Linked DNA regions of Anser cygnoides: region 2 is linked to region 1. A link is a contact called in public Hi-C data. All regions are on one chromosome and are shown on one strand. The core of a region is the stretch at or near the end of the contact, and the rest is flanking DNA. Distances in the headings are between cores, read along the strand shown. Region 1 holds the start of PTTG1 (PTTG1 regulator of sister chromatid separation, securin). Region 2 holds the start of TTC1 (tetratricopeptide repeat domain 1).

Region 1 (3,769 bases), core at 342-2,841:
TGTTTCTATCAACTAATTCATTTTTTTCAATACCACTAAAGCACATATGCTCTAGCCAAACCCAAAATGCTTATTTTGGTTATCACCAAACACAGGAACATGCCTGCTGAATACAAATTCCCAGCTCTTGCCCCCCTCAGAAACACAGACCTAGAAATTGCAGGATGTCAATGACTCTTATTTCCTCAAACAAAACCTTTATTTCAGGACAAAAACATTCTGCACACCTCTTGAACTCCTCGTTTGTACCAATCTCCAGAAGAGCTGTACTGTTTCTGCTTCTCTGGCTGGGGTCTCTGATGCTTTAGCGTAGGCCTTTTAGAAGGATCTATGTACCATGGCACTGAAGAAATGTACTGAGGAATATGAGGATTGATATCTCTGTAAAAGATGTCATGAAATAAATACGTGGCACAGGAAAAAATAAAAAACACACCTCGCAATTTAGCCTAACAAATAACTCTTACATTAAGTTCAATGCTTTAAAAGTGATAATAATCACTGAAACTATAATGCTGTAAGTAAGGTCATCTCAAGTATGCAAACGGACTTCCTTGAGATTTTGTTACCATTAATTCACCTAAACTCCTGACTCCAAACTAAATACTTCATTCTATGCAGTTACTGAGAACGAGAACATTAATGCTTCTCTTTCCGGAGGCCATGGGATGGTGAGCAGGGGCCTTGTAGATGCCACAAAGAAAAGGAATAAACAACCTGTAAAGTCCCCCAGTACTGTGTATACCCCTTGTAAAACACCCCTTGTAGGGGTTCGCATAAGGGGGGCAGCACCCAACAGATCAGGTAAACATCGATTTATTGGGCTAGCACCCCAACAGACCGGGTAAACAGCGAATGCTTCGTTTTGGAAGCAGAAGCGCCGGTTTTCTGAGGAAGGCCGGAACGTTCAAAGTAAATTCATGAACCCGCACAGCTTCCTCCCGCAGCGCAGAGCGCCCCCCAGAGCGCTGCCATCCCGCGCCCAACAAGACCGCTTTGTGGCCTGCCCCTTTAACCAGCGCGCTAACAAAACTTACTTCCCTTCTTCGTCCACTTCAGCAGGCGCGTTCCCCAGCTTTCTCTGTTCCTCCAGCTCCTTCTTCTTCCTCCAGTCTTCCCTCGTCATCTTCTTGGGCTCCTCCAGGCCCACCTCGCCCGGGCCCCCCGCGGCACTGCCGCTGGCTGCCGCCCCAGCCGCCATTTTGTGTGCCTCCAACCGAGACCCCCGCACGGAGCCGGCCCGACACCGCCGGGCAGCACGCCTCGCGCAGCTTTACTTCGTCGCTTTTCCACCCTTCCCCTCCTCCAGCGACGCCACGGGCCCCTCCACACCACCGAGGTGACGGAGCGGTGACTGAGGGGTGACGCAGCGACACTGCACCCCTACCGCCCCCAGCCTTCCCTGTCGCCCGTCTCCCAGCTAGGCCTCAGCACCGCGCCGCCACCCCACCATGCACCGCGGCTCCTCCTCGATCCCCGCCCCTTAAAGGCACCGCCCCCCGAGGCGGCCTCACGCCGGCACCGCAGCAACGCGGCGGCGTCGGGGGCGGGCTCGCTCCTGCCCGGTCCTGCCCTGCCCACTAGCGCCGCTGAGCCAATCGGGTGCCTGAGCGTTAGTCGAAGCAGCCAATGGGAGAGGCAGAGGCGATTTAAAAGCTGGTGGCGGGAGGGCGGCGCCTCAGAGCCAGCGCCGCTGCTGCAGCTGGGGGTTCTGCTGCTGCCTGCCCCAGGTGAGTGGGGCTGGGGTGCAGTGAGAGCGGCTCGGGCAGGCCCTGGGGGCTCGGGCAGGCCCTGGGAGGGGGCAGCGAGGGAGCGCTGGGCGCTGCCCCATGGGCAGGGACGCCTCCCACTGGGTCGGGTTGCTCAGGGCCCCACCCAGCCTGGCCGTGAGCACCTCCAGGGCTGGGGCACCCGCAGCTTCTCTGGGCAGCCCGTGCCAGGGCCTCGCTACCCTCCCGGTATTGCTCTCCTTGGTGGGGTAAGCAGCAATAAACACCATAGAAAAGCGAGGCAGTGACCCAAAGATATTGGGCCTTGCTGTGTAGGATTGTTAGGGAGACTTAGCAACTTTCTCAAATCCATGGGGGATGTGAGCTTGCTATCTGCTTGGATACTTTCAGCCATAAGTCTCTAGTCAAGCTCCTATGACTTGAAGCACGTCGTTCTCCACTCAGAAACCTCAGTGCTGTCTATGACAAAAGCCAGGTGATTTTCTCATCTTCCTCTTCTTGGAACTAGCTCTGTTGCCTGTAGTGCTGCTTAAAAACTGTGCTGAAAGAAATAATAAGAACTTATTCCTTCTCTCTCTGTATGCCTTTCTAGAGTGGTCTCACCAGCCTGAAGATGACAACGCTAATCTTCTTAGATAAGGAGAATGGTGAAGTTGGTGCTGCTAAGAATCAGTTAAGACGCCCTTCAGGATCATGTGCGTATATGCCCTGCTAAAGTAGTGGGGAACAGAGTAAGATGCATGAGTTGGGTTTCATTATTCACCAATTTGAATAGAGAGCAGAACTGGTTAATTAGATATAAAAATAAAACTAAGCTTATCAATTGTTATGAAAGTGAAAATTACTTGCCTTTCATAGAGAGGGCTTATGCTTCTGAATTATAAGTAGAGAATGACAATTTGCTTTCTAGCATGTGCACCTAATGAAGCAGGCTTTAGGGTTGACATGGTGCTAAAGCTTGCTCTTTCCTCCCCCAGCAAAAGTCTTGTCTGAAAGAACTCAAGTCAGTACGCCACTTCCTAAAAAAACAATTAAAACATCTCCAGCCACATCACACTCTGTCAGAAAGGCTCTTGGAAACGTGAACAGGACTGTAGGAGTCACAAGCAAGAAAGAGCAGATGAGACAGAAAAATCTACCTTGCACTGCAAAGAAAGTAAGTACAACTGCCTTCCATAAGGGTGGGTGGGAAGGAAGGAAGGGGTGCAGGGCTTACCTACATAGATACAAGGCATACAACAGCTTAGCGAATATGTAAAGGTAAAGAAGTGGCTCTAAAGAAAATGTTGCCTGAGTTACTGTCTTGTTCACATTTTAATTAGCAGGGCTTTAATATAATGAGCCTAAATGTTGTACAGCAGAGATTTGTTGCCAGTGCATATGGTACAGTTACAAAAGCGAAGCAGCATAAGGGCAAATGCTTCAGCTACTTTGCATAGAAGGTGTTAGAATTTAGATGTAACTGAGGACTGTATGACAGTATTCTTGTCTATAAAGCTGTCCAGCACAGAAAAGACAAAAAGGATACTACATTGAAAAAACAGATTAGCTCAAGTAATGTATCTTTTCCTTGTTAAGGTTGCTGAAAAGACTGCTGGATTAGAGAGCCAGGATGTGATACTTGAAGAACCCTTCCCTGAAATAGAAAAAATATTTTGCTATGATCCTGGAGGTAAGAACTCTTGGGGTAATTATTAAAACAAAGAATCAGGCTTTAAGGGTTGACGCTGTAAGAATGGCCAAGCTGCAGTGGTAAACAACCTGATGATGTGCTTCTCCAGAGTCCATTCTTAAGCATAAGGGTATTTACCATTTTTTGAAGCACCACCTCATTTGTGTTTGAATGTTTTAACTGCAATAGTTGTGCTCCAAACATGTAGTAGTCTCCATGTCTGTTATAGTGGCAGGAAGCTAGTTCCAAATAACCAAGTTATAGTTCTTAATTCATTAAATGGCATCTAGCAGGCAACTATATAAAGGGCTACTTGAATGTAGACTTCTCCTAAGAGTGTATGCCAAGATGGTACTCTGTAACTGAA
Region 2 (4,003 bases), core at 830-3,329, 180 kb before region 1:
CACTGACTACGTTGGTACGTCATGAGGAGTTGGAGTCTTTCTGCTCATTTGCCAGCTGGAGGACTGGCCCCCTGCAGAAGGCAGAGAGCCCCTCAGGTTCTTCTGGTGGCTTCATGCCCTGGACACCAGTGAACTCTCTGGACTTCTACTCCACAGTGGCATTGAGGGACACTTCTAGAGAAGGGATATTTGAAGACTTTCACGGAGCTGCATGTGCTCAGGGCTAACATCAACAATCATAAACTGCAGTCCTTTCTGCTAAAAAGGACTCCTGGGGACACCCCCATCTTTAATGTACTAGGACCCTGGGAAAGCTTGCCCTTCTTGCTAGATTTAGAGTAAAGATTCATGAGAGAATGAATTCGTGAGAAACCCTTGATGCCCAGTATTATTCTCACCAGTACAATTCTTTTGGGGGATGGAACCCTGTGTCTTTTTTCCCAAACCCCTGTGCTCTTTGCACAGCCAGGGGAGTTTTAAATAGCATTTTATCCAATTTAAAACTGCACAGCTTGATTTTGTACCACAACTGTAATTTCCTTCTCCCTTTTCAAATGAAACAATATTTAACAGGACAGTGTAAAGGTTCAGAAATATTTTCTGTAAACCAGAATAAATTACAGTGCTAGCAGAACAGCAAAAAGGCACATTTTTGTGGGTTAAATCACTGCAGCTGGGATGTTGCAGAATGCTGAATCTACTTTTTTATCCAGAGAGAGAGGGAAAAAAATCAGCCAAAGACATCCTGTTTGCTTTCACTGTAACTAGCCATGTTCTTGCCAACTTACTGCAAAGGACTTCAATATAATTTAATGCCCACATCCATTACTGATACCAACACACTCAGTTACTAGAAATGTTCATCTAGAAACCCAAATCAAACCAATTAAGACCAAAGATGAATCTAGCATCTAGATCTTCAATTTTTACTTTAACTTTGAAATGCTGAACAACCCACAGGCCCTTCAGACTTGCATCAAAGTATGGTGATATCATTTAGAAGTCTGGAAGACAGGACAGGTCTCAAAATATTTTTAAGGACCCATCTCCTCCCCAGGACGTTCACATATGCTACATATGCTTCAGTCCACCAGTGGAGATCTGGAGATTTAATAATTTCTTGGTGTTTTTAACAACTGTGTGTGGTAACATAAAGAGCTGGCACAGCTTTAATAGTCTCAGCTTATTTTGCTGTGATATAAAGGCAAAGAAGAAAGGGAATCCCCTTCCTCATAAAAGACCAATTACTCTGTTTTTAAGAACCCATATTCACTGAGGATCATCCTCAATCACATCCTGCTGATCAGGACAAATTCTACCCAACATGAATCTGGAACATATCTCTCTATGTTGCAGCGATCTTTTAGTTGTTGAAAAGCTTGCTGAAAAACTGTTTAGAGCAATGAAAGCCTCATAAGAATACGTACTGACTGCCCCATGGCTTGGCACAGCGATTTTCCATAAAAAGACGCTGCCTTGCATACTTTCCACTAGGTCAAAACTTGTGGAAAATTCAGTTTTGTTTCTAAGTTCGAGGCGCAACATTTGTGTGGTATGGAATGACCGGATGCAAAGCAAAGTGACAGGTGACAGGGGGCTTTATTCCAGTACTTAAGTTACACAGAATTTGGTTTTCACATGCTACTGGAATACAAGATATATAAACCTGAAGTTCGTCACACAGCCAACCAGTTCAGGGTGCCCTGTAAGCGGTACAGCCGTGACAAGCCATATAGCTGTTGTCACTAAAGGAACAGGCAATAGGACCAGTATCCTTGGGTCCAGTACCCGGGCCCTCTTCCTGCTCACCCACCGGGCCATCCCTATTTCCCTCACCCTTATTTTTCAGGGGAGGGCGTCTCGACCCAACGTGCCTCCTCCAGCCCTCCCCCAGGCCTTATTTGTGGCCTCGCCACAGCCGGGGCCCTGATGGGGCTCCGACTCAGGCTCCACACGGCTCTGCCCTCAGGGCTATAACGCCCCCCCCTCCCCTCTCCCCTCCCCTCCGCTCCCGCAGGCGGGCCCGCGGGCCGGCACCGCCCTCTACGTCCCGAGAACTACAAATCCCAGCAACCGTCAGAAGCCGAAACCCCGGCAACGCGTAGCGACTACAAACCCCAGCAAGCCCCGCGCGCAACGCCCCCTTTCTATTGGCTGGCCCGGAGGCAAGAAGCGACCCGCGAGGTGAGGCGGGCGTGGAGGAAGGCGGAAGAGAAGGCGCAGGTCGGGGCCTGGGGGTGGCCGGGCCCGGTGGAGGCCGTACTGGGGGGGGCGGCGGGGGGTCCGCTGCACGCAGCTTGGGGGGGCCCGCGGGGACGGCAGGGCCCCCGGGCTGCAGGTGGACGCGGTGGGGCCCCGCTGCAGGACGGTCGGGGCCTGGGGGGGGCCTGGGCTTGACGGGGGCGTGGCGGCAGCGCGGTGCCCCCCTCAGCTGTGTGGCGGCTGGGAGGGGTGTCTGCTGGTGCCTTCCTCCCCTGGAGGGGCTATGGGTTCCTTCGGGTGATGTCATCTATTAATAGCTCGGTTATTTAGGTGTATCTATAAGCATTTTAGATACTTGTTTGCTGTATTGGGCTTATTTAGGGTGATTTCTTTCTCGTTTCTAAAAATCTAACCTTTCCAAGGACTCCAACATGGAAGAGTTTAAAGATGGAAGCCCACCTGAAGAATTACTTGGTCACTTAAAGCTTTCTGATCAGAAGGCATCGCAGAGCACCAGCTCGTTGGCTTCTGGCCCTAAAGATATCCACAATCCCCAAAATATGGGAAGTGGCTATGCAGCATCTTCAGCCAAAGATCCCACGATAGCAGATGAGTGTTTCCATGACTGTCATGACTCCTTTGAGGTGAAAGAACCTATACTGGATGATGAAAGGAATATACAGAATGATGAGAATAGCACAAGGAAGCAGACAGAACTAGATGAAGAATACTTACTGGAACTAGAAAAAGATATGCCAGAGGAAGAAAAACAGGTAATTCAAAGTACCCACTTTCAGTGTCACTTCTCTGAATGGTTTGTGACCAGCATGAAAATGGACCTTTAAAACTCTTTTATGTGACTAATGTTACTGTTCCCAATTTCTTTTTGGTACCTGTTATTTTGTTAGCTTTGCTTACTGTTGCTAATCATCACACTCTGTCGCAGGTTTTTATCTGCTTTCTGCAGTGTGTAAGGTTGCTGTGACTTAAGACAGATTGTAAGAAACAAAATTTTCCCTGTTTCACGTTGCTGAGTTTGTGTGCATTATTTGTTTTCCCCAGATTATCTGCAGAATGCTTTCCAAACACTCGGGGGGGGGGGGGTATTCAAGATACTTTTGATATCTGAAAGGCTAGCTGATGTATTAGTGTTTTGGGATTAACGTTGAAATTTATCCCTATAGATTACTGAGGCTTTAAACAAAATGCTTTAATGTTTGGTTTTTGTTTGTTTTCAATGTTGGGCAAAACGTTTGGGTAACAAGCTGTGTGAGCTTGTGAGGAATAATGAAATAGGCCTGAGGGTTTGTTCAGCAGCCTCTAAAAGTGTCTACGCCACAGTAAGTCTGTGTGAACCAGTTGTTGTGACACTTAGTCAGTGGTGTCACTTGACAGACATTAGCTTTCAAGGTTCTAGGGTATTATGGTCATCATATAATTTAAAAAAAAAAAAACTTTTTGCAACTTGAATTTGTGAACGGTGGGGAAGTAAAAATACTAAATCAAAACCTATGTGCTAACATACAAGTCCTGTAGAACACTTGTATATTGTGTTTCTCCCAGTTCTTGAGCACTCTACTGCTGATAAATTAGGAGGAACCAGGTTTTTATAGCTTGGCCTTTAGAACAAATAACGTTTCAAAGAGCTGATCCAGCCTCTTAAAACCTGATTGCATTACCCTGATGAGCAGTTAATTATACTAAAAACTGAAATATTGATGAATAATACTAGTATATTTATTGGCAATTGGGGAAAAGGTGGAGTTTTGACCTATCATAATTTCAGAGGGGAAGACTTCAG

Evidence for each region. A called contact is a pair of places that touch in the nucleus more often than the background predicts.
Region 2: a contact with region 1 is called in a Hi-C map of liver, with 1.8 times the contacts expected there. The contact joins the promoter of TTC1 here to the promoter of PTTG1 in region 1. A contact is called at or near these places in 3 of 7 Hi-C or Micro-C datasets (granulosa cells and liver).

The regions. Positions count from the first base shown.
Region 1 is chr14:19,340,722-19,344,490 of Taihu_goose_T2T_genome, reverse strand. It overlaps PTTG1 (PTTG1 regulator of sister chromatid separation, securin), which reads left to right and starts at 1,591. Exons shown (of 6, transcript XM_013178550.3): 1 at 1,591-1,730; 2 at 2,323-2,425; 3 at 2,708-2,886; 4 at 3,309-3,402. The coding sequence starts at 2,344. It overlaps SLU7 (SLU7 homolog, splicing factor), which reads right to left and starts at 1,455. Exons shown (of 14, transcript XM_048064709.2): 1 at 1,038-1,455; 2 at 228-381. The coding sequence starts at 1,201.
Region 2 is chr14:19,521,630-19,525,632 of Taihu_goose_T2T_genome, reverse strand. TTC1 (tetratricopeptide repeat domain 1) reads left to right here and starts at 2,079. Exons shown (of 8, transcript XM_048064782.2): 1 at 2,079-2,184; 2 at 2,625-2,975. The coding sequence starts at 2,634.